Regions from separate parts of the Sus scrofa genome. Here regions 2, 3, 4, 5 and 6 are each linked to region 1. The links are chromatin contacts, called in public Hi-C and HiChIP or PLAC-seq maps. All regions are on one chromosome and are shown on one strand. Each heading gives the region's core, a stretch centred on a gene start, on an enhancer-like site or on the middle of the called end of the contact. The rest is flanking DNA. Distances are from core to core; before and after follow the strand shown. Region 1 holds the start of UBALD2 (UBA-like domain-containing protein 2). Region 2 holds the start of LOC100521680 (histone H3.3). Region 3 holds the start of METTL23 (methyltransferase-like protein 23). Region 4 holds the start of WBP2 (WW domain-binding protein 2). Region 5 holds the start of TRIM47 (tripartite motif-containing protein 47). Region 6 holds the start of MRPL38 (39S ribosomal protein L38, mitochondrial).

Evidence for each region. A called contact is a pair of places that touch in the nucleus more often than the background predicts. HiChIP or PLAC-seq counts read pairs in DNA pulled down with a chosen protein or histone mark.
Region 2: a contact with region 1 is called in an H3K27ac HiChIP or PLAC-seq map of alveolar macrophages. The contact joins the promoter of LOC100521680 here to the promoter of UBALD2 in region 1. A contact is called at or near these places in 1 of 5 promoter capture datasets (liver), 2 of 47 Hi-C or Micro-C datasets (embryonic fibroblasts and liver) and 1 of 2 datasets of contacts at active chromatin or transcription factors (alveolar macrophages).
Region 3: an H3K27ac HiChIP or PLAC-seq map of alveolar macrophages shows a contact between it and region 1. The contact joins the promoter of METTL23 here to the promoter of UBALD2 in region 1. A contact is called at or near these places in 1 of 5 promoter capture datasets (fetal liver) and 1 of 2 datasets of contacts at active chromatin or transcription factors (alveolar macrophages).
Region 4: a contact with region 1 is called in a Hi-C map of embryonic fibroblasts, with 2.5 times the contacts expected there. The contact joins the promoter of WBP2 here to the promoter of UBALD2 in region 1. A contact is called at or near these places in 3 of 5 promoter capture datasets (fetal liver, fetal skeletal muscle and liver), 2 of 47 Hi-C or Micro-C datasets (embryonic fibroblasts and liver) and 1 of 2 datasets of contacts at active chromatin or transcription factors (alveolar macrophages).
Region 5: a contact with region 1 is called in an H3K27ac HiChIP or PLAC-seq map of alveolar macrophages. The contact joins the promoter of TRIM47 here to the promoter of UBALD2 in region 1. A contact is called at or near these places in 2 of 5 promoter capture datasets (fetal liver and fetal skeletal muscle), 1 of 47 Hi-C or Micro-C datasets (fetal liver) and 1 of 2 datasets of contacts at active chromatin or transcription factors (alveolar macrophages).
Region 6: a contact with region 1 is called in an H3K27ac HiChIP or PLAC-seq map of alveolar macrophages. The contact joins the promoter of MRPL38 here to the promoter of UBALD2 in region 1. A contact is called at or near these places in 3 of 47 Hi-C or Micro-C datasets (embryonic fibroblasts, fetal liver and retroperitoneal adipose tissue) and 1 of 2 datasets of contacts at active chromatin or transcription factors (alveolar macrophages).

Annotation. Positions count from the first base shown.
Region 1 is chr12:5,206,757-5,210,639 of Sscrofa11.1, forward strand. UBALD2 (UBA-like domain-containing protein 2) reads right to left here and starts at 1,917. Exons shown (of 3, transcript XM_003357957.4): 1 at 1,515-1,917; 2 at 1,123-1,185. The coding sequence starts at 1,634.
Region 2 is chr12:5,630,138-5,634,020 of Sscrofa11.1, forward strand. It overlaps LOC100521680 (histone H3.3), which reads left to right and starts at 2,189. Exons shown (of 4, transcript XM_003131194.4): 1 at 2,189-2,338; 2 at 2,809-2,946; 3 at 3,067-3,220; 4 at 3,308-3,883. The coding sequence starts at 2,819. The coding sequence ends at 3,436.
Region 3 is chr12:4,806,714-4,810,596 of Sscrofa11.1, forward strand. It overlaps METTL23 (methyltransferase-like protein 23), which reads right to left and starts at 2,235. Exons shown (of 5, transcript XM_003482946.4): 1 at 2,130-2,235. JMJD6 (bifunctional arginine demethylase and lysyl-hydroxylase JMJD6) reads left to right here and starts at 2,301. Exons shown (of 8, transcript XM_021066561.1): 1 at 2,301-2,696; 2 at 3,188-3,576. The coding sequence starts at 2,568.
Region 4 is chr12:5,563,348-5,567,230 of Sscrofa11.1, forward strand. WBP2 (WW domain-binding protein 2) reads left to right here and starts at 1,765. Exons shown (of 9, transcript XM_003131191.5): 1 at 1,765-1,921. The coding sequence starts at 1,863.
Region 5 is chr12:5,533,632-5,537,514 of Sscrofa11.1, forward strand. TRIM47 (tripartite motif-containing protein 47) reads left to right here and starts at 1,628. Exons shown (of 6, transcript XM_003131190.4): 1 at 1,628-2,404; 2 at 3,409-3,504; 3 at 3,787-3,883. The coding sequence starts at 1,706.
Region 6 is chr12:5,512,441-5,516,323 of Sscrofa11.1, forward strand. MRPL38 (39S ribosomal protein L38, mitochondrial) reads left to right here and starts at 1,980. Exons shown (of 9, transcript XM_003131188.4): 1 at 1,980-2,250; 2 at 2,367-2,546. The coding sequence starts at 2,184.

The sequences.
Region 1 (3,883 bases), core at 667-3,166:
TTTATACCCAGCGTGGGCCATTCCAGGAGAAACGTGGGATCAGAGGGTCAAGACAGACCCGTCTCGAAGGGTCCTTTGCAACTAGGTGTCAAGGACGAGACACCGCAGAGAACTATTTGCAGCTTCTCCAGACAAGGCGGCAGCTCTGAGAAGGGGGCCATGGGCAAGGACGCCCAGTGTCAAAAATGACAAAAATGCTCTCCAGAAGCCACCACAGACCGTCTGGGCAATCGTGTTCTACAAAGCTGTCTCGGGGCCCAGTCCTGCCCCCTCAGCAGGGCTAACAGGCAACCAGAGGGGTAGAGAAGGCATTCAAGCCTCTAAAGTGAAAGGAAAGTTCTGTGCCGGTGGAGAGCAGGATACCTTATGGCCAGGAGGGCAAAGGCCCAGGCCTGGGGCCAGCTCGGGAAAGAGAAGAAACCAAGCAAATCCAGCCCTGAACCACTTCTGTTTCCTGGGCTGTACGCATCTTCACCTACTGAGATTAAATGCATTCTTGGCTTATCTTGCCAAAAATCTGAAAGCCTTCCACTCTCCCAGTACGTCTTTTTTCCAGACCTGAGCAGGAAAGAGTGGATGTAATTGTCTGGGTAGAGCCCAGCTCTCCGGGGCCGGGTGGTGGTGGGGGTGTACCCCCTTCCCGTTCCCTGTAGAGCTGGGTTGTTTGGCGGGGGGCTGCCACTCCATCAGCAAGAGGGGACCCCCGTAAACAGACACCGCAGGGGTCCCAGGCCCTTCCCTCGGGCTTCCAGCTCCCCAGACGGCTGGTTTCCGTCCCTCGAGCCCCCTCCCCACTCCCTGCCGCCCAGCTCCTCCTCCGGCCACCCTCGCTGCCCTCCAAGCCCCTGGCCCAGCGAGAGTTGCCGGGCATAGGCTTCGGGCCGAGCTGCAGCAGCCCGGGGGCCGGACCACCAAGTTGGGCGAGCCGGCGGCCGCGGGAGCCGCTCTTTCCTGGAAGACATTTTGGCTCTTTGTTTACATCGCGGCGCCGCGCTCCCCGGCAACATGGCTGTCACCGCCGGCTGCTGACAGCGGCCCCGGCCCGGCCGCGCGGGGCTGCGGCCGCGGCGAGGCCCGCCCTCCGGCCCGCCGGCCCTCCCGCCGCGGCCCGGCCGCTCTTACCATCTGGTGGTGGTGGTGGCTGTTGGGAATGTTGGTTTCTTGGAAAAACGTGCTCAGGGCGGTCTGCAGACAAACACAGCGCCAGGGCGGCGGTTAACGGGGCCGGGGCAGGAGGCCCACCCGCCGGCCCTGCCCGGGCGGCCGGGGCGCCCCCGCCGCCGGGCCCGACCCCTCGGGGCGGGGGGGGGGGCGTCCCCGGGCCGCGCGCGGGGTCCCGGGCGGCAGGGCCCCGCGCCCCACGCGAGACCGCGCGGCCCCGCGCGCCTGCCCTCGCGATATAAATAGTTTCCCTCTCCACCCCCCCAGACGACTGCGCGGCGCGCGGCTGGGCGCCCCGGCCCGCGCCCTTGCCCAGCGCCGGGGCCGGGGAGCGGGGCTCGGCCCGCACGCACCTCGAACTGCCAGTGCGCCGCCTGCAGCAGCTGCTTCGCCTGGTCGGCCGCGCAGCCCGCGGCCAGCACGAACTGGTTGATCATGACCTGGTGCCGCAGCTCATCCATGTTCACCGACATGGCTCCGGCCGGCGCGCTCTCCCGGGCTTGGCGGCCGCGGGAGGCCGGCTGCCCTCGGCTCGCGCTCGCCGCCTCCGGCGGCCCCCGGACCCTCGGCCGCCCCGCCGCCCGCCGGGCGAGTGTTGTGGTCCGGCTCGCGCCGCCGGCCGACACCACAAACAACAGCGCGGGGCGGGGCCGGGTGTCCCAACGTTCGGGGGCCGCGAGCCGCCGCCGCTGATTGGCCGGCGCCGCTCGGCCGGAGCCCGGCTCCGGTACAGACGTTCGATTCGAATCCTGCGGCCTGTGGACCCGCACTGTTTCTCTTTTTGCCCAGCCGCGCCCATTGGCGGATGTCGGCGCCGTGGGGCTCTCCCGTATTGGCCGGCCGCTGTGTTTTGGCCTGTCCGGGCTCGCGATTGGCCACGGCCGTGCGTTTGGGGCGGAGCCGCACTCGCTGATTGGTCTCCCGTGGGTCCTTTTGAACTCAACTTGAAAACCTTGAGTGCCTGCTGATTGGCTGAGCCCCCTCTGTTTGCTGTTGTAGGCTTGGGGGTGGTGCGGCCAAGTTCATTCATTACTTCATTGAAACTGAACATGCTCAGCTGGAAAAGCAAGACAGAGTGGCTTTGACTCATTTCCTCTGAAAGATGTGGTCATCTCGAGAAACAGAGCGATCAAAATAGAAAACAGACAGAGCCTTTGCAGCTGCTCGAGTCTCAAAATTGTTTATTTTTTTTAAACTTTCAAGCAGCTCTACTTTTAAAAAGCTTTTTATTGCCATGTATCCCTTTCAAGCCTCTTTCCAGCCACTACCCACCTCACGGGCCAAACAGTTTTCCTACGTTTTTAGACCAAAACTTTGCTCTGTGAAGTTGGAAGACGGTGTTAAGGGACACTAAATATAATGGCAAAGAGGAAATGAGACTTTCGCAGACACTAATATCCCAAGCTGAAAAAATTATTTTCCCTTAAATTGTTTGACCTAACTGAAACTTTAATTTCTACCATCTTTTAAAAATAGAATAGGAATTCCCTCTGTGGCCCAGCGGAAGCGAATCTGACTAGTATCCATGAGGATACAAGTTCAAGCCCTGGCCTCGCTTAGTGGTTAAGCATCCAGTGTTGCTGTGGCTGTGGTGTAGGCTGGCAGCTGCAGCTCCAATTCAACCCCTAGCCTGGGAACTTCCATATGCTGAGGGTGTGGCCTGGAAAAACACCCCCCCCAAAAAAAAAAAAAAAAAAAAGAGTACGTCTATTCAGGTACTGGATCTCAACTCTAGACATTTAAAAACAGTTTGTTTATATGCAGGGAGCTTCTATCTTTTGGATTAAGATTTAACCTTCAAGGTTTGTACTTGGGAATTGTGGGGGTGGAGAAAGAACAAGGCGTTTAAGCAGATTGAAGAAGGGCCAGAGTGCTTAGTAAGGCAAACACTGCTGGAATTCACTGTTAGAATGTCTGTTTCTGAAAAACTTAGTCAGTTTTGGACCTGAAACACCAATCAGTGTGGATTATAATTTGTTAAGAGCCTGCAGAACAGGAGGCTAAGAAAAAAGCAAGCCATGGCTCTATTTTGACTTTGCCTGCAATGGATTAACTCTCCGTCTAAGAAAATTTACACATATAGAAAGAATAGAATATAAATAAGGAAAAAGTTACAGCCAATGTTTATGTACTGATGAAAAACAGCCTCGGGCACCAGAATGAGCCTTTTAGTTTGTCCCATTTAGTTAGCCTTTTTGTTTGTTTGTTTGTTTTGAAGGGACAGGAGTCAGCTCTTTGCCTGCCCAGACTTGTTTCTTGCCGCGATTGCACTTAGCCCTCCTGAGTGCGCATGAGCTGAGACCTGGAGTGTGGCTGGAGAGTCCAGCCCAGCTTGCCGCCCTTCCCTTCCAGTAATTGCAAGGTGAAAACAAAAGTGAGCAGCCAGCAGCTGCCATTGCCAAGGAGCCTGGGCCACAAGCAGCCCCAGAACAAGGAAGTACTGTCACTGTGGGCTCCAGGTCTCACAGGTACATTCAGGTGTCAAGCATGCCAGGGCCGTGAGAGGTAGGATCTACATGGGCAGAGGCACTTCAGGCTGCGAGAGCCCTCAGGTCTTAACTAGAGCTTCTCAAGGAAGGCAGGGGTCCTGAAAACACCATAATTGCCAAACCTATTTTTTCCTGGATATCAACATAGTTTGTTCCAAACCTCTCTTTAGCGATTGCCATTTGCAGGACACAGCTATGGGCACCTGGGGGCATGGGACGCCCGCAAGCCAGAG
Region 2 (3,883 bases), core at 939-3,438, 420 kb after region 1:
TGGTTACATCCCAGGACATTTGACAGCTTTTTATGCAGGATGGAACCAGTACCCTGTTTCTGGGCTAAATTTACACAGGTTCTGAGAACAGGTGAAGAGTGTCCATCTTGGTTTCTCTATGTGGTCTGGCCTGAATGAAATAGCTTAATTTTTCCCCACCCTAAACTTTGAGCAGAAGGCAGAAACTAACATTGAATTATCGCATAAAAGTTTAAATATATGGAGAATTAAGTAAATATTGTGCAGTGTTATCATTGAGAGAGCTGAAATGAGAGGAATTTGGAACCAGAGTTTGGGCAGAAGGTGTTTTTGCCCTGCCTGCTTTTTCTTTTCTTTTTCTTTCTTTTTTTTTTTTTTTTTTAAGGGCCACACCTGCAGCCTATGGAGGTTCCCAGGCTAGGGGTCCAATTGGAGCTGTAGCTGCCAGCCGCAGCCACAGGAGCTGAGCCACATCTGTGACTCACACCACAGCTCACAGCAAAGCTGGATCCTTAACCCACTGAGCAAGGCCAGGGATCAAATTCACGTCCTCATGGATACTAGTAGGTTTTGTTAACCACTGAGTCATGATGGGAACTCCTGTGCCTGCTTTTTCAAATTGTGAATTTTTTCCCCCTCACTATTGATGGTGAAAGGGAGAACTTTGGTGTCACAAGTAAATTTTTGAGGTATTTGTATTCATGTACAGTAAGTCTCTAAGTTGAAATCTGCATGTACCTGGTTTTGCTGTTTTTTTTTTTTATTTCAATAACTTAAAATATTCAGTGAGCCCAGAGTAAGAACTGCAGGGTAGAATGTCCAAAGCTCTATTTCAATTTTCCGAGCTTTATTTGGCTGGTCTTAACCTTAAGCCTTCTTTGATATTTTATAAACTGAGACGTCTGTAGGCCTAAATATTAAAATCCATCCAAGACATTTAGGCAAAGGTAGGTATTACCACTTTTATACATTTGTCATGTTTCTTCAGAAGTAATACTTTCCAGGATATATTATTAAATACAAGGGCACTTATTTAATTGCCTTTATGGACATGCAAATGTTGTTTTAGAACTGAGTATTCTCTTTCTTGCTGTGGTCATTTTGTTCAGGTGAATTACATAATTTTAAAAATATGTTGCTTAGTAGGTTACTTCTTGTATATTGAAGTCACAAGGTTACTTCTTGTATATTGAAATCACAACGTATTTTGTGATGGTCTAAGAACTTATAAAAATCACTTGGCATTTGTTTCTTTTTTTTTTTTTTTTTTTTTTTTTTTTTTTTTTTGGTCTTTTTTGTCTTTTGTTGTTGTTGTTGTTGTTGCTGTTTCTTAGGCCGCTCCCGCGGCATATGGAGGTTCCCAGGCTAGGGGTTGAATCGGAGCTGAAGCCACCGGCCTACGCCAGAGCCACAGCAACGCGGGATCCGAGCCGCGTCTGCAACCTACACCACAGCTCACGGCAACGCCGGATCGTTAACCCACTGAGCAAGGACAGGGACCGAACCCGCAACCTCATGGTTCCTAGTCGGATTCGTTAACCACTGCGCCACGACGGGAACTCCTGGCATTTGTTTCTTTGTATCTATTATTTACTCATCCCCACCCCATCGAACGAAAGAACTGCTTTTTAGTTAAAATGTATATACCTGATACATAAAATACTTGTAAGATAACATAATTTACTGATTTCTAATTCTTATTTAAACTACGTACCTAACTATCACAATGTTAGTGAAAAGTAAATAATCACAGGGAACACATTTTAGTTTACATTGGAAGGTAGTTTACAAATTTTTCGTTAAAGTAACGTCTCCTCCTGCATTGTATTAGCTTGATGCAAATAAGCTATCCCATCCCGACTCTTAAGTCCTGATAGAGACCAGTACAATTCATTTGCATTGACTTTCTATTGTAGAGCTTTGGAACCAAGGGAAGGATCCAAACATAGCTCCATTTTATCCAATCAGAAGAGCCGCTTAGTGCCAACCTCTGATTCGTCCATTCCTCTTTGCATTCACCCAATCGTTAGGCCACTTTAACAGCCAATCAGTGGCCTAGACATCCGCCAATCAGGAAACGGGGCCGAAGCACGGCCTTTGTGTCGGGGGATGTCAGCGCGTCGGCGAAAGTGTCAGCCAATAGGAAAAGTCGTTGGTGTATGCAAATTAGGGTCCTATGACGCAGAGACGCAGCGTGAAGCGTGGGTATAAAAGCGGAGGCTTAGGGGGGGCCTGGAGCGCAGAGCGGTTTGGTCGTTCGTTGGAGTTGCTTCTTGCTTTGGTTCGGCGACTGCGGCTCTTCATTGGGCGGCGGGAGCGGCACGGCGGTGGGGGAAGCGGCCTCAGACTTCGCTGTTGGGTAAGTCTCGGCTTTGCCTGCGGCTTGAGGCCCTGCCGGCCGTTGATGCCGCGGGCCACGACCGTTGGGAGCTGAGTGCCGGCTGGTGCGGGCTGCTCTGACTGCTGCTGGCGACTCTGGGGTCGGGTGGTTTTCCCTTGGGGCTTCGCTCCGGAACCGCGTCTCCGCCTCTTTCCCGCTGGTGATTCAGAGGTCCCGACTCCGGGTTCCCGGCAGCTGGGCCTCCGCCCGTCGAGGAGGGGAAGTGACTCCTCCCCGCGCCCCCCCTCCCAGGGGAGGCTGCTGCTACTCGCCGCCTGAGTCATTAGGGGAGGGGGGGTGGAGGCGGCGGCCCTCGGCCATCTGCCGCCCGCCGTGGGGCGCAGGGAGGCGGGAGGGCAGGCGCGCCGGGCGTCCCGCCCTCTGCACGCTCGCCGTCTCACCCCGGGAGGCGAGCGTCGCGGCCCCCGAGTCACGGGTGTCTCCTGCAGGTAAAAGAAAATGGCCCGAACCAAGCAGACTGCTCGTAAGTCCACGGGTGGGAAAGCGCCCCGCAAACAGCTGGCCACTAAAGCTGCCAGGAAAAGCGCTCCCTCTACCGGCGGGGTGAAAAAACCTCATCGCTACAGGTAGGCAGCGCGGCAGGGAGACAATGACTCGGCGGGCGCGCCGCGAGTTGGACCCTCTGGCTGCTTGCTCGGTCCTGTCACTTAACTGGTGTCCCTTTACGCCCTTCCTGCTCGCTCCAGGCCCGGGACCGTCGCGCTTCGAGAAATCCGTCGTTACCAAAAGTCCACGGAGCTTCTGATCCGGAAGCTGCCCTTCCAGAGGTTGGTGAGGGAGATCGCCCAGGATTTCAAAACTGACTTGAGGTTCCAGAGCGCCGCCATTGGTGCGCTTCAGGTGAGACGGCGGTGGCAGGGGCGGAGGGCTGGCTTGTGTGCGGTGGTCCTTGGAGGGAGTTTAATGTGTGGCTCTTGTCCTCAACAGGAGGCTAGTGAAGCGTACCTGGTGGGTTTATTTGAAGATACCAATCTGTGTGCCATCCACGCTAAGAGAGTCACCATCATGCCCAAAGACATCCAGTTGGCTCGCCGGATACGGGGAGAGAGAGCTTAAGTGAAGGCAGTTTTTATGGTGTTTTGTAGTAAATTCTGTAAAATACTTTGGTTTAATTTGTGACTTTTTTTGTAAGAAATTGTTTATAATATGTTGCATTTGTACTTAAGTCATTCCATCTTTCACTCAGGATGAATGCGAAAAGTGACTGTTCACAGACCTCAGTGATGTGAGCACTGTTGCTCAGGAGTGACAAGTTGCTAATATGCAGAAGGGATGGGTGATATTTCTTGCTTCTCATGATGCATGTTTCTGTATGTTAATGACTTGTTGGGTAGCTATTAAGGTACTAGAATTGATAAATGTGTACAGGGTCCTTTTGCAATAAAACTGGTTATGACTTGATCCAAGTGTTTAACAATTGGGGCTGTTAAGTCTGACCATACATCACTGTGATAGAATGTGGGCTTTTTCAAGGGTGAAGATACAAGTCTTAACCACAGTGTA
Region 3 (3,883 bases), core at 985-3,484, 400 kb before region 1:
ACAGGGTGATGGGCAGTGACCACAAGGCAGCTGCTAGAGATAGGGAGAGAGGAGGATTCGGGCAAAGGCCCTGAAACGGGAACTGAAAGGCCTCTGGCTGGGGAGGGCTGAAGGCAGGGTTGTGTAGTACAAGCAAAGGTCAGAGGGAAGCAGGGACCCGAGCAGTCCGCAAGTGCAAATAAGAAGATACTGGGGAGTTTTGAGCACAGGCATACGTTGGTATGCTAAGAAGGGACACTGTGGTCATAGAATGACATCCTACAAGAGGTTTGAGAATCCTGGAGTTAGGAAGGCAGGCAATTTACAAAGGCTCTGGGAAAGCACTGAATTTTGAGAGTGTGGTATTCAGGGAGGCAAGGTAACAACTCTGGAATGAGCCTGGCTGAGTTCAGACTTGAGATCTGTGCTTTACCAGCTGTGTTGACCTCACTCAATTTATTTAAGCTATCTGTGCTTCCGTTTCCTAAACTGCAGAATGCTACCTTAGAGGGGCTAGGAAGATTCAAGGCAAACTAAGGACAGTGCAGGGCACAAAGTATGCAGTTAGCAATTGTTAAAGTGCAAGTCTTTGTTCTCAAGAGCAAAGGGTGCCCCTAGTGGGATGGTAGGAACCTGGCGGAAGAGGTAAAAATATCAAAGGTTCCCTGGTGGTGCAGCAGGTTAAGGATCCTGCGTTGTCACTGCTGTGAGCGTTTCATCCCAGGTCTGGGAGCTTCCCCATGCTGCGGGCGGGGGCAGGGAGGAAAAAAAAAGGTAAGGAGTCCCCCGAGTTCCCGTTGCGGTGCAGCAGAAACGAATCTGACTAGGAACCATGTGAGGGTTGGATCCCTGGCCCTGCTCAGTGGGTTAAGGATCCAGCGTTTCCATGAGCTGTGGTGTAGGTCGCAGATGCGGCTTGGATCCGGTGTTGCTGTGGCATAGGCCAGCAGCTCTAGCTCTGATTAGACCCCTAACCTGAGAATCCTCCATAGCTGCGAGTGCGGCCCTAAAAAGCAAAAAAAAAAAAAAAAAAAAACAACCCTGAAGTTCTGAACCTAATCATTCAGTACACTCAACAAAAACATTAGTGCCTACAATAGGTTAGGCTGATTAAAACACAAAACTACCTGCCCTGGTGGATTTTACCCAGAACTACAATGAAGAATTTCCTCCCTGAAAAATTAGTTATGCAGATTCGGGTGTGAGAAAGGGGGGCTTCGGTTCTCAAAGGGTGTCTCCCCACCCACTTCCTAAATTTGGGAAGAAATCCAAAGGGGTATTTCAACGTGATTTAGAACTTGCCAGAAATGGGTTTCCACCCCAGCCTTCAACTCCTCTTACGCTGTTTCTCATACTTAAAACTGTTAGTGCCAATAACTACCACACAGGCTGCAACTTCAAAGTGCCTTGAAAAACTGAACCTATATAAGGTGTTAACTGCTATTGGGAGTGCGGGCAACCACGAACTGAAAGGGAGCAATGCCAAGGCGAGCAACTTTGGGTAGTGAGGGTTGGAGCTCCGTCCCCCGACCCCCGTCCCAGATAAAGCTGAATTAAGAAGCCCTTCAACAAGATCAAAGGTGTGAAGAATGCCTCTTTTCTGGCAAGAAATTATCAGTACGGAGAGGCCCCCTTCCTGGCAGGACCTCCAAGGTTCTTAGTGAAAGGTATTTAACCTGACAAACGGCTTCAGATCAAATCTCTCGGCTCCGCGATCCACCCACCCTAAGGCGGGAAGCCGCGGACTCCCTCCCTGTGCCCCTCCCTACTGAACCGCCTTTCCCTAAAGGCGCCAGAGTTAAGGACCGAACGCGCTTCCCAGCTGGTGCCTTTGCACACACCTGCGGGACGTGGACCTCCAGCACTGCCCCCTCGGCTCCCAGGCTCGGCTCCTCCGAGAACCGAAAGCGCTGAGCCCGGACCACATGCCCTCGGAAGCCACACTCTCCGGGAGTGGAGTCGGTGGCCCCCGGGTGGGCCGGGAGCAGGGGAGGGCGCAGGGCTTGCCAGGCTTCCAGGCTGCGCACGTGGGGGTCCCCCCGGCCTGCCTGAGGTTGCCGCCTTGGCGCCACCTCAGGTCGCTAGTACCCGACCGCAAAGAGGGGGGAGCACCCCTCGGACGACAAAGTAACCACGCGGCTAGAACAGACCGGCAGCCAGGAAAATGAGACACGGAACAGGTGCTTGGAGCAGCAGACCGGCCGGAAGCTGGCCAGGAGAAGGCAGAGCTGCCGGAAGTGACGCAAGCCGGAAGAGGGGAGGCGGGGCCGCAGCGAGGAGGAGCTCGGCCGGCCCGACCTTCCCAACATGGCGGAGACCCGGTGCGTGTGAGGGCGGACCGCGGAGGCGCCGAGGCCAATGGCTTATCGCGAAAGACTGGGGGGCGGGGAAGACGGCAGCCGCAGGCCCAACCCGAGGCTCGGGAGGTGGTTGGGGAGTGAATCTTCTGGAAGGCGGCTTTAAAGGCGCCGGGCCCGAGCGAAGGGCATTTTGGTACTGCCGTCGCCGGGGCCGGGGAGGGGGCGCGTTGGTGGCAGGAAGCGGGCTGCGCCGAGGTCGTCGCGGAACCAGCTGGTGACCCTCGCAGGATGAACCACAAGAGCAAGAAGCGGATCCGCGAGGCCAAGCGGAGTGCGCGGCCGGAGCTGAAGGACTCGCTGGACTGGACTCGGCATAACTACTACGAAAGCTTCCCGCTGAACCCAGCGGCCGTGGCGGTGAGCCGGTTGTGATCGCGGGCTAGGGGCGCGGTGGAGGGCACGGGCATCCCCGGGGCTGGGGTCCGCCCGCGCCGAGCACGGCACCCGGAGTTCCGAGGGGCTCGCCCGCACCCCGCGGGGGTCGGGGTCATCGGGCCCGGATTCCAGGGCGGGCCTCCTTCCTCCGCGCTGCAGCCGCGCCTGCCTGGGCAACTGGAGACCCACGCTATCGACGCCTCCACGAGGCCTGTCACTCTTTGGGCGACGGGCCCTAGGGGACGTGGCTGTCAAAGGCCATGGGTGGGAGATACGAAGCCCCCCTTTCCTTGGTGGGTGGCGCTGGGTGCGATGCGCCCCAGCGCAAGTAGGTCTTTTTTCTTCCCGAAGAGGAGCCAGAAACAAGAATCTGGCTCCTTAGGTATGTGATTGCTCGTTGGCCTTGGGGGACACCCTAACTGCTGCAGGACTTTTTTTTTTTTAACTCGATAGGTCTTTTCTGATTCCCTCAGGACAATGTGGAACGGGCAGACGCCTTACAGCTGTCGGTGGAAGAGTTCGTGGAGCGATATGAAAGACCTTATAAGCCCGTGGTTCTGCTGAATGCCCAAGAGGGCTGGTCGGCGCAGGAGAAGTGGACTTTGGAGCGCCTCAAGAGGAAATACCGGAACCAGAAGTTCAAGTGCGGTGAGGATAATGATGGCTACTCGGTGAAGATGAAGATGAAATACTACATCGAGTACATGGAGAGCACGAGAGATGACAGTCCCCTTTACATCTTTGACAGCAGCTACGGGGAGCACCCCAAAAGAAGGAAACTTCTGGAAGACTACACGGTGCCCAAGTTTTTCACCGATGACCTCTTCCAGTATGCGGGGGAGAAGCGCAGGCCCCCTTACAGGTAAACTACGGGCACGACTGGCAGTGATGTGCTTACAGTCTTGTCTACAGCAGCAGGCTGCAGCTGAGCTCACTCTGCTAACCTCTTTCCGAAAGAGTGGGTGCTTCTCCCTTGGCTGCACGTGGAACTTTCCTACTGCCGGAGCCTGATTTGGTCTGGGGTGCTGCCGGCGGGGGCATCATGATTTCTGAAAGCTCCGGGGTGCTTCAAATGGGCAACCACAGTTGAACCAGTGATCTGTGAAGTCCAGAAGGAAGCCACTTCAGGGACTTTCCTTTTTCTGTTAGGGGTCAGTCCATGCAGAGTT
Region 4 (3,883 bases), core at 515-3,014, 360 kb after region 1:
CTGGGGCAAGGATCAAACCTGCACCACAGGGGAGTGCCCATCGTGGTTCAGTGGTTAAGGACTCCGTCTAGGAACCATGAGGTTGCAGGTTCCATCCCTGGCCTCGCTCACGGGTTCAGAATCTGGCGTTGCCGTGAGCTGTGAGGTAGGCCGGCTTCACCCCTAGCCTGGAACCTCCATGTGCCATGGGTGTGGCCCTAGGAAAAAAATAAAAGACAAACTTGTGGCACAGCAGTGACAATGTCTGATCCTCAGTCTGCTGCACCACCAGGGAACTCCTGACTTCATTCTTTCCACCACTGCTAAGATTGCATGTAGAGAAATTAACCTAACCTTTCAGGGCAGATTTTATCATGTCCATGATGCACTTCTTCCTTGCACGTATTCTGCAAGGTCCAACTTGGTTTTGCACAAGACCTCCAGGGGCTGGTCCCTGTTTCATAATATTTTCTAGTTTTTCATCCTTCACCTAGGGAATCTGACTCAAAAGGAAAATTAGGCAGGTGGATCCCACCGTGGGACACTATCTGTCAGGAAATCAGCTGTCTGCTTAAAATCCAACTCTGATCACTTAAGATTAAAGATGCACCAGCACTGCCAGGTGGGACACCCCCCTCCCACATTTCCCACAAAGATTCACCTCAGAGGTGGGGGAGTTTACACAACCACAGGGGCTCCCCCCCCGCCCCCCCCGAGGGGGTAGTAGTGCTGGGTCACGATGATCAGCCCTATTTTGTAAGCTCCCCGTCTTGCATTGTGCCCAGATCCATTCAGTTACTTGAATTCTGGTTTAAATCTTCTGGCCTGGAAAATGCTGGGGAGCCCAATTGCAAAGCCTGAACATTCTAGAGGGAGCAGCGCCACGCGAGGCCAGCTGTGGTGGAGGCGGCGGTGAGGTGTGGCCGCTGGACCCAGGTTCCTCTCCCAGCGCGGTGAGTCTCACCGCCCACCTCGGAGGGTGTGGCTTTGATTTCCTGGAAGAGAAGGCAGTTTTTCCGGATTCCCTTCTGCCAGTCAGCCAGCCCATCACATCCTGGAACAAAGACTGGGTCCTGCACTCATCTATATATCTCAGCGGTTACTTAAGTGGGTTGGGCTGCGGGGGAAGGAGGGACAAAGTCATGTAGAAAGCGTTCCCTAAACGTTTGTGGGGAGTCCCATCATGCCTCAGTGGTTGACAAGCCGAACTAGTGTCCATGAAGAGGCAGGTTCGATCCCCTGCCTCGCTCAGTGGTGGGGCTCTGTTGTTGCTGTGAGCTGTGGCGTAGGCCATCAGCTACAGCTCCACTTGGACCCCTAGCCTGGGAACCTCCATATGCCGCAGGTGCGGCCCTAAAAAATAAAAATAAGAAAATAAACATTCGTGGGCTGAAAGAAGGTGCCCCAGTAAACGGTCACCGCTGCACACAGCAGCCTTCACGTCCAGGGCCTTTATGACTAACTCCTCTGTGACTCGCGCAACTGTTTATTTCAGTCCTTTGGTCGACTGGGTGGAAGAGGGTGGGAAGTGCGCAAGCTGATGAGTTATGCAATTAGTGGAGTCAATCCACGCCTAGAGTCTGTGAGACTACAAGTTCCAGCATGCGTCCGTCCACTAGCCTAGGGAGAGGTCGAGGTGGGCGAGCAGTGCTTCTGGGAATTGTAGTCTCGAACTTGTTTGTGATGCAGGCGAAACTAGCGGGGAGGGGAGCGGGAGTAAACTATTAGCACGTGATGGCCGGATCAGGTGGTAGGGCCAACCTCCGCGCAAGAGCTGTGATTGGCTGACTCTAATACGAACGACGCCACTAGGGGCGGGGCCAAAGAAGGGCGCAAGCGCACTGCGTTTCGAGTCGAGTCTCGGGACCCTTTTCCGAGAGACCATGGCGCTCAACAAGAATCACTCGGAGGGCGGCGGAGTGATCGTCAACAACACCGAGAGGTGAAAACACTGCGCAAGGACCCTGGAGAACCGCAGGGCGGTTGTGGAGGGTGTAGGCGCTGGGCGGTCGACGGTGGGAAGTAAACCCGTGAAGACGGGACCTGACGGGGGGATGGGGGGTAACGGCTGGGGGCGGGGTGGAGGAAGGTGGGTGGGTCGTGAGGGAGCCGCCGGGGGTGTAGCGATCAGCTGTGGGTGAGGGTGGGGCGGCTGGACGGGGACCGGGTACGGAGAGACACATGGGGCCTGCGGGTAGTTCTTGAGCCCTTTTCCCAGAGTAGGTGACTTTAGAAATGGGGAGAGCCTTTGGCAAAAAATAATTACCATTTCGTGGGTATTTACTATGCTACTATGAGTCAGAGATGGCGCCTCTTTTACCTGCTTAAGTACATGAGCCCTGTTCGGCAGATGCTATTACTCTACGCATTTACATGCCGAGATAGTGAGGCACGGAGAGGTTAAGTAACTTGCCTGAAATCACAGAGCTGAAAGTACCAGGAGAGGAGTCTGATTCCAGAGTCAGTAGGCTTAACTGTCAGTATGTAGCCTTCCGGTATATTCCGGAACTGCTCAGTTTCCAGATAGGAAACCGAGGCCCAGAAGTGAAATTACGTAATTAATATTTGTCATATGTCGAAAACATTTTCTGTAAAGCTCTGTCTTTGCAGACAGACAGACAGGTTACTGATTTCCTGTTGGCTTGGATCACTCCCAGAGAGAGGTCTTCCACATCAAGGTTCTTCCTATCCATCCGCAGTCAGTTTTCTCTCTCCTTGGACGGCATTGAGAATGAGACCAGCCAGCTCTGGTTGAGCTAGGCTGACCCTAAAGCGCCTCTTGAAGGAGCAGAGGAATCTGAGCCCCCAGACGAGGTTTGGTGGGACCAGAGCCTATAGCTGGCTAAGGCAGTACCCAACCCAGAGCTGTCGCCTTGGAAAGCTTGATGAGTCAGAGGAGGTTCCTAGGGAGCCCCAGACCTCAGAATACTGACTTTTCCTCCATCTCACCTGCCCAGGGTCTGCCAGGTCCGACTCTTCCTGGCAATGACCTCTTTTCTCTGAGCTCTGCTGCTCTTTTCTGGTTCCAGTCCTTTTCCCCACTCACCTCTCCCCTGTGAAGGAAGCTGTGTCATCTGGGAGGGGAACGAAGACACACGGAGCCGTATGAACTTGAACCTCATTGTCTTGAAATCAGAGAAACCGCACATTGCTCCTGGTGTGTAGCCTCTCTGTGTGTGAGCCAGTCCCAGGCCTGGACAAACCCTTTTCATGCTCCTTGGGAACCTATCCCGGGACTGTTTCTTTCCCTCTCAGTGACACTTTTCTGGGACAATGTATTTATCCCGCTGGGCCTCCTCCCTGGCATAGGACTCAGTGCTGCTAAATAATGGTGTGCCTTGTTTTAGAGGATGCTTCATTTCCCAGAAAAAAGAAAAAGGAATTGTGGAAACAGTAATTGAACTATACATGCAGCATTTAAAATTTGATGTGTAGGAGTTCCTGTCGTGCTCAGTGGTTAACGAATCCGACTAGGAACCATGAGGTTGTGGGCTCAATTCCTGGCCTTGCTTAGTGGGTTGGGGATCCTGCGTTGCTGTGGCTCTGGCGTAGGCCAGTGGCTACAGCTCCGATTAGACCCCTAGCCTGGGAACCTCCATATGCCGTGGGAGCTGCCCTAGAAAGGCAAAAAGACAAAAAAATAAATAAATAAATAAATAAAATTTGATGTGTAAAAGGGTAAACCATACTCTTCAAGTCATGAACCCCTTTGAGAGTGGCAAAAATTACAGAGTCCCCCCCAAAAATGCAGGTACACCGTCATCTCCAGGGCTTATGGACTGACAGCCCTGCAGACCCAGCTTATGAACCCCAGGGTTTTTTGGGTTTTTTTTGTCTTTTCAGGGCCGCATCTTTGGCGTATGGAGGTTCCCAGGCTAGGGGTCAAATCGGAGCTATAGCTGCC
Region 5 (3,883 bases), core at 378-2,877, 330 kb after region 1:
AGATAATTTCCCCTTTTGTCTGCCTCATGATGACTATGATATATTTGTCACAATTAAAGAGCCAATATTGATACATTCTTATTAATGATATTCCATAATTTGTTCAGATTTCCTTAGTTTTCCCCATCATCCTTTTTCTCTTTTAGGAGCACCCAGAAATCACATTACACTGAATTATCCTGTGTCCTCCGGCTTCGCTTGGCTGTGACAGGTTTTCAGGCTTTCCTCTTTTCCTTTTCCTTCTGTTTTTTCCTTTTTACAGCCACATCTGCGGCCTGTGGACCTTCTTGGGCTAGGGCTTGGATCAGAGCTGCAGCTGGATCCTGTGCCACAGCCACAGCAATGCTGGATCCCAGCCACATCTGTGACCTACCCTGCAGCTCATGGCAATGCCTGATCCTTAACCCACGGAGCCAGGCCAGGGATTGAATCTGAATCCTCATGGATACTAGTTGGGTTCTTAACCCACTGAGCTGCAACAGGTACTCCAGACGTTTCTTGTTGTTTGGTTTTTGATGAACTTGACAGTTTCCAGGGGTTCTGGTCAAGGGCTGTGTAGTCTGTCTCTCCACTGGGATTTGTCTGAGGTTTTACTAGTAATTAGAGTGGGGTTATGGGTTTGGGGGAGGAAGCTCATATCACATCCAGGGTGCCTACTGCGGACATGACTGATGACTGTCGGTGTTGACCGCGACCACTGGCTGAGGTCGTCTTGGCCAGGTTTTGCCGCTGTCAAGTCACCCTTCTGCTCTCTTTGGAAGGAAGTCACTATGCACAGCCCGCACTTAAGGACTGGGAAGCCCTGCTCCACCTTGGAGTATTTACAGAATCTGTTTGGAATTCCTCTGAATGGGAAATTTGTCTACTCTCCCTCATTTATTTATCCAGTGATTTATTTATTATCAGCAGGAACTCATGAGTGTTTGTTTTCTACTTTGGGTTGCAACCCAGCGCTACTTTAGTTATTCTGTTGCCACTCTGTTGGGTTTAGCTTAACATCGTTGAGGTAATTTAAATACAATAAACCCCACTGGTTTAAGTGCATGGTTGGAGGAGCCTCAGCAAAGCCTCCAACTGGGGAACCCACACCCCTAGCCCAGGCCACACCACGGGAGGGACCGGAACTGAATGATGAGACTAGGGACGTGGAGGATGACCCCAGCTTCCCATTTCAGCTGTGGAGGAGCGCAAGTTCCCCGCCTGAGGTAAACAGAGTCTCTAAGGGGCAAAAACATGCGCACGTCAGCAGTTCTTTTTTTTCCTCTGCCGTCAGCAGCTCAGCAACTTTGCTAACAGTGCTGCCCAGGGGTCTGGAGCGCAAGGGGCAGGCGCGACACGGGGCGGGGGGCGGAGGTCGCCCAGCGCCTTAGGAGCCCCTGGCAGGCACGGGGTGGGGGAGTTTGGGGGGTCGTGGAGGGGTGAACTCCTTCCCTGCTTTCAGTGTGTCCCGTCCCCGTCCCGCCCTCTTCCCTCTCCCTCTTTGGTCCAGGAGGCCCTCGGGGGTCAGACGAGGCCCAGAGGCCGTCCCGCGCGGCCTGGGCTGGGGCGGGTGCCCGGGCGGGCAGGCGGGCCCGCGGCGCCGGGGGCGGGCCGAGCGGGGGGCGGGCCCCTTGGCTGCGGTCCAGGGGGCGGGGCGGCGGCGCGGACGGTCTGGGTCCCTCCCAGGCGGGAGCGGCCCAGGCGGTGCCCCAGCGGCCGCGGAGCCATGGACGGCGGCTGGCCCTTCAGCTGCCCCATCTGCTTGGAGCCGCTCCGGGAGCCAGTGACGCTGCCCTGCGGCCACAACTTCTGTCTCGCCTGCCTGAGCGCGCTCTGGCCGCACCGCGGCGCGGGGGGCGCCGGGGGGCCGGGAGGCACGGCCCGCTGCCCGCTGTGCCAGGAGCCTTTCCCCGACGGCCTGCAGCTCCGCAAGAACCACACGCTGTCCGAGCTGCTGCAGCTCCGTCAGGGCTCGGGCCCGGGGCCCGGCCCAGGCCCGGCGCCGACCCCGGCCGCAGCCCTGGCGCCCGAGCCGGCGGCGCCCAGCGCGCCGCCCAGCTCGCCGCCCAGCGCTCCGGAGCCATCGGCGCCCAGCGCGCCCGAGCCGTGGCCGGAGGGCGAAGAGCCGGTGCGCTGCGACGCGTGCCCCGAGGGCGCCGCCCTGCCCGCCGCGCTCTCCTGCCTCTCCTGCCTCGCCTCCTTCTGTCCCGCACATCTGGGCCCGCACGAGCGCAGCCCCGCGCTGCGCGGACATCGCCTGGTGCCGCCGCTGCGCCGGCTGGAGGAGAGCCTGTGCCCGCGCCACCTGCGGCCGCTGGAGCGCTACTGCCGCGCGGACCGCGTGTGCCTTTGCGAGACCTGCGCCGCCCAGGAGCACCGAGGCCACGAGCTTGTGCCGCTGGAGCAGGAGCGCGCGCTCCAGGAGGTGGGATGCGGTTGCAGCGGGCGGGCGGGCGGCCGGGACGGGTGACCCGCCTCGAGAGCCGAGGCCCCATCACCCCCATCCTTCCCAGGCTGGGTCTTAATTTCCTCCTTTGCCGTCCCTTCCAGCCTGGACAGTCATCTGATCGCTGTGGGACATTTCGCTCAGGATGAGAATGGGGGGGGGGGTTGGAGGAACCCAGTGTGAACCCAAAAAGGACGGGAAAAGCAGGCTGGGGTCCCGAGGCTGGGGCGCGGCCGGGGGCGGGGGGGGTGTTTAAAGCAGCAGAGAGCTCGTGCCCATGCCGGTCCCAGCTCAGATTTGCTGCGGTGAGGGTTTCAGTGGGTGGGGCAGGCGACAGGAGGGCTGCAGAGGTGGGGCCGAACCCACCGGCACACAGACCCCTCTGTCCAGCTGACCTGGCGGCCCGCAGTGAGAGCATGTGGGCGCTGTCCAGCTCGTTACCTCCGCCCCCAGTTTCCTTTGGCCCTCAGCCGGGTCTTGGCACTTCTGGCCTTGGGATTTTCCGTCTCTCCTGCCTGGAGCAGTGACTCATAAGACCCAGGGGGTTTGCCCGGAATCCCCATTTTTCAGGCCTGGACTGGGGACACAAACTCTTTGAGAACAGGGATTCTCAGAACAGCTGAATGCCAGCTTGTGCAGCCACCTGTCCTCTCTCAGTCTCTGCCTCGTCCCCACCTAGGGAAGCTCCCAAATGAATGTGAGCGATATTGAGGAGCATGGATGGCCCTGTACTTGCTCACAAGTCAGAGAGGAGAGGCAGACACCCCACAGCCAGCCTGCCTGCCCTCCCCTTTGGGAATGGCACCTGCCTGGGCTTGAGGCACCCCCTGGCGTACTGTACAACATCGCGGCCACTCCCAGCTCCACCTAGGCACAGATACCACTCCTGGGTCCCCCACCACCACCCTTGGTAAGACCTGGGACCCCAGTGCAGGGCTGTGACCTCGGCCAGACCCTGTGCTCCTTAAGGATGTCACCTGCAGGCTGAGCAGCCCAAAGTCCTGAGCGCCGTGGAGGACCGCATGGATGAGCTGGGCGCCGGCATTGCACAGTCCCGGCGCACCGTGGCCCTCATCAAGGTCAGATCCTGTCCTAACCCCTGTCCCGGCCACTCTCGTAGCCAGCTCCCGCCCGGCAGTGTGCGCTTGCGGTACACCGACCACACCAAAGACGCCCGCGCTCCCGGCCTTGCCCGGCCCCAGTGAGCGCGAGCATCTCCCAGACCTGGCATAAACCCAGGATGGCTCGGGCTGGTGCCTTCGTCCCCCCAAGAGGACAGGGTGGGAAGGAGGGGTCTGGGAGGAATGGCCAAGACAGCAGGGTTCTTTGCCCTCATTGCTGCCCTCTGTCGTCTTGTGCAGAGCGCAGCCGTGGCAGAGCGAGAAAGGGTGAGCCGGCTGTTTGCCGAGGCCGCGGCCGTCCTGCAGAGGTTCCAGACAGAGGTGCTGGGCTTCATCG
Region 6 (3,883 bases), core at 730-3,229, 310 kb after region 1:
GCTGGATGAAGAGACCCCTCACACCATTCCAGTGTTAATATGAGGACCAAGCTTCTGCTAGCACCAGAGCATCGAGACAGGTCACCACCCTGGTTGGGACATCAGGAAAGGCTTCCTGAAAGGACCACTGCTCGGACTCTGGGAGGTGGCCAGGCAACGGGGAAAGGTTAGGAGTGGCAGGCAGAAGGGAGAGCATGTGCAAAGGTCCTGTGCCAGAGAGAGAGAAGTGCTGAAGAAGTGAAAAGTGAAATCGAGTTTATGATTCATTTCTCTATCCAAAACTTTATTCCCTTTCATGTACCCTCTGGCCTCAATCCTGGGCTAACTGAACACATTATCAACCTGAGTCCAATGGCCGAAACTGCTGCTGTTGATAACATCACCAAAGCACTAAAGTTGCTATGATAGATAGCACTGTGTAAACTCAGTTGTTTTTCCAGGGCAAGATGACCTAACAGATCCCCGAACCATTGACCACCTGTCCAAAGATCCCTAAACCAGAGACAAATGATTCCCCAAACTGCAGGTCACAAGGCAATGATTAACCCCAGCTTCTTTGTTCGTCCCTTAAAAAAAATTTAAAAAAAAACGCAGTTCTCGATGGTAACAAACCCAACTAGAATCCACGAGAACATGGGTTAAATCCCTGGCCTTGTTCAGGGGGTTAAGGATCTGCGTTGCTGTGGCTGTGGTATAGGCTACCAGCTGTAGCTCTGATCTGACCCCTAGCCTGGGAACCTCCATATGCCCCTGGTGCAGCCCTAAAAAACAATAATAACTCAAAGCAAGGTGAGGGAGTTCCCTAGTAGTTAGGACTTGGCACTTCCATGGCTATGGCCCGGGTTCCATCCCTGGTTTGGGAACTGAGATCCCACATCAAGCTGCTGCACATGGTGGTCAAAAAAAAAAAAAGTTAAAGTGAATCTGAGGCTTGTCTTCCACTCCCTTGCTCGGTGTGACAATACTTTTACCTTGTTGCAAACCCACCATCAGAGTTTGGCTTTTGGCACCTTGGGCACATGAGCCCTTGCCTGCTTACAAAGAATTGGGTTGAGTTCCAGGACAGAGGGGCCAGAGCAGAAGTGGGGCCAGATCACCTGGGGTATCAAGTTTTATCTTGTTAGAACTGGATCAGGAGAGCCATGCAGCTCTGAAACGATTTAGGCAGAAACACTGTCTTGACCAGGTCACTTCTGTGTGGATGATAGAAACGCAGGATCCAAGCCACATCTGTGACCTATACCACAGCTCGCGGCAATGCCGGATCCTTAATCCACTGAGCGAGGCCAGGGATTGAACCCACAACCTCGTGGTTCCTGGTCAGATTTGTTTCCGCTGGGCCACGACAGGAACTCCTCTTTCTTTTCTTTTTAAGGCCACACCTGTGGCATACGGGTTTCCCCGAGAGGGGATAGAATAGGAGCTTCAACTGCCAGCCTACACCACAGCCACAGCCACACCACCAGCCCCATCTGGGACCTAAGCCTCTGCAGCACGTGGCAAGGCCGGATCCTTAACCCACTGAGTGAGGCCAGGGTTTGAACCCACATCCTCATGGATACTAGTAGGGTTCTTAACCCACTAAGCCACAATGGGAACTCCCCATCTACCCCCTTTAAACCACACTAGGAGGGAAACACTGTTAGCACTCGCATTTTTTTTCCAAACGAGGTCACACACAATCTGGGATTTGAACCCAAGCAGGCGGACTCCTGAATGCATCCTCGCACCTCCTCCTGCCTGTGCTGCCACACCAACTGGGAGCTCAGGATGCCGCCGCCTTTAAGGATGGGTGACCCTTATGAGCAGGACCCAGGGCCCCACAGAGCGCCAACCTCTCGAGTGGAGGCGGAAGCCCGCCGACGGCCCCAAGTCTGTACCTCCCCCTGGTGGCAGGCTGCGAGCCGGGGGCCCACACCGCTCGCAGCTCCGCCCCGCCGCCCACCGGGCACTTCCGGAGGCCGCCCGCCCTGGGCGACGGCCAGCTCTGGCCTGGAGGCAGGAGCTCGTGGATTCCGGGAAGGTCTTGGGGCTTGAGTGGGGGCGGGGCTTTAGGGCTCGGGGCGGGGCTTTAGGGCTCGGGGCGGGGCCTGCGCCGTGCGCTCAGGCGCGGCTCCGGCCACCTCTGCCGGGTCCTGCGGGCGGCGGCGGCGGCGGCGGCGGCGGCGGCGGCCTGAGCGAAGATGGCGGCGCCCTGGTGGCGAGCCGCGCTGTGCGCAAGTCGGCGGTGGCGGGGCTTCAGCACCTCAGGTGAGGGCTCTTGCAGGTCCCCGAAGAGCTGAACCCTGGGGCTTGAGCCCGCGTTCGCCTCCCGCCTCCGCGAGGCCGGCCCGGAGCCTGCCTGACGTCCCGCTCTCTGTCCGCAGCCGCCCTGAGCCGCCGGGCCGCTCCGCTGGGGCCGATGCCCAACGAGGACATCGATGTGAGCGACCTAGAGCGACTGAAGAAGTACCGCAGCTTCGACCGCTACCGGCGCCGGGCGGAGCAGGAGGCGCGGAAGCCGCATTGGTGGCGGACCTACCGGGAGCATTTCGGGGAGGAGTCAGGTGCGGGGAGGAGCTGGGCTGTGACCCCGCCTTCCGGGGACTCGGGGGAGGGGGCCTGCCCGCATTCCCGTCCGCACTGGGGTGGTTTAGTCCCTCCAGGATTTTTCACACCCTCTGGTCCTTGTATCTGGAAAATTCCCTTCCGTCAGAATGTGAGAGTTCCCCTTAGATATTTCTACTCCTAAAATGCTTTCCTGAGCAGCCCCCTCACCCCCCCACCCATTCCAGATTAGAGTGCCCTTCTGTGCACTCTTCGTGTAGTCCCGGCCACACATGACCGCCATGGATCTTGCACGCGCACAGTGCTTGGCACGTAGGTGTGCAATACTTTGCTGAATTAAACTAAAAGCCCTGGGCAAAATGACCCAGGATTCCTGCCTTTGAGGGACCTACACTTAGTGAGTGCATCCTTTTAGAAGGCATTTATGGGAGTTCCCCTTGTGGCCCAGGGGTAACGAACCCGACTAGTGTCCATGAAGACGCGGGTTCCATCCCTGGCCTCGCTCAGTGGGTAGGATCTGGTGTTGCTGTGAGCCGTGGTGTAGGCTGCAGCTGTAGCTCTGACTAGACCCCTAGCCTGGGAACTTGCATATGCCCTGGATTCAGTCCTACTGAAAAAAAAGCTAGGCATTTATGGGTGGAGTTTTAATGGTGTGGTTAAGGGCACACACATGGAATCTACAAAGTTGTTAAACAAAAATCAGCCTCTTGGGAGTGACTTTCCTGAGGCTGAATTTCCTCAGTTTACAATTTTAATAAAATGAATGATTATGCTGGAGTTCCCGCCTTGGTGCAGTGGGTTAAGAATCCGACAGCAGGAGTTCCCGTCGTGGCGCAGTGGTTAACGAATCCGACTAGGAACCATGAGGTTGCGGGTTCGATCCCTGCCCTTGCTCAGTGAGTTAACGATCCGGTGTTGCCGTGAGCTGTGGTGTAGGTTGCAGATGCGGCTCGGATCCCGAGTTGCTGTGGCTCTGGCGTAGGCCGGTGGCTACAGCTCCGATTCAATCCCTAGCCTGGGAACCTCCATATGCCGCTGGAGCGGCCCAAAGAAATAGCAAAAAGACAAAAAAAAAAAAGGTTAAGAATCCGACAGCAGCTGCTCAGGTTGCTGCTGAAGAACAGGTTCAATCCCTGGTCGCAGTGGGTTGAAGGCTCCAGCTGTTGGCTGGGATTCAGTCCCTGATTCAGGAACTTCCATATGCCGCTGGTTTGGCCTTAAAATAAAAAAACTTATATCTGTATATCTATATGACTGTGTGTCACAGATTTGCTGTGAGGATGAAAGGAAGCAGTTCATTGGAATTCTTAGACTAACGTCATTCTTGTTGAGAGTT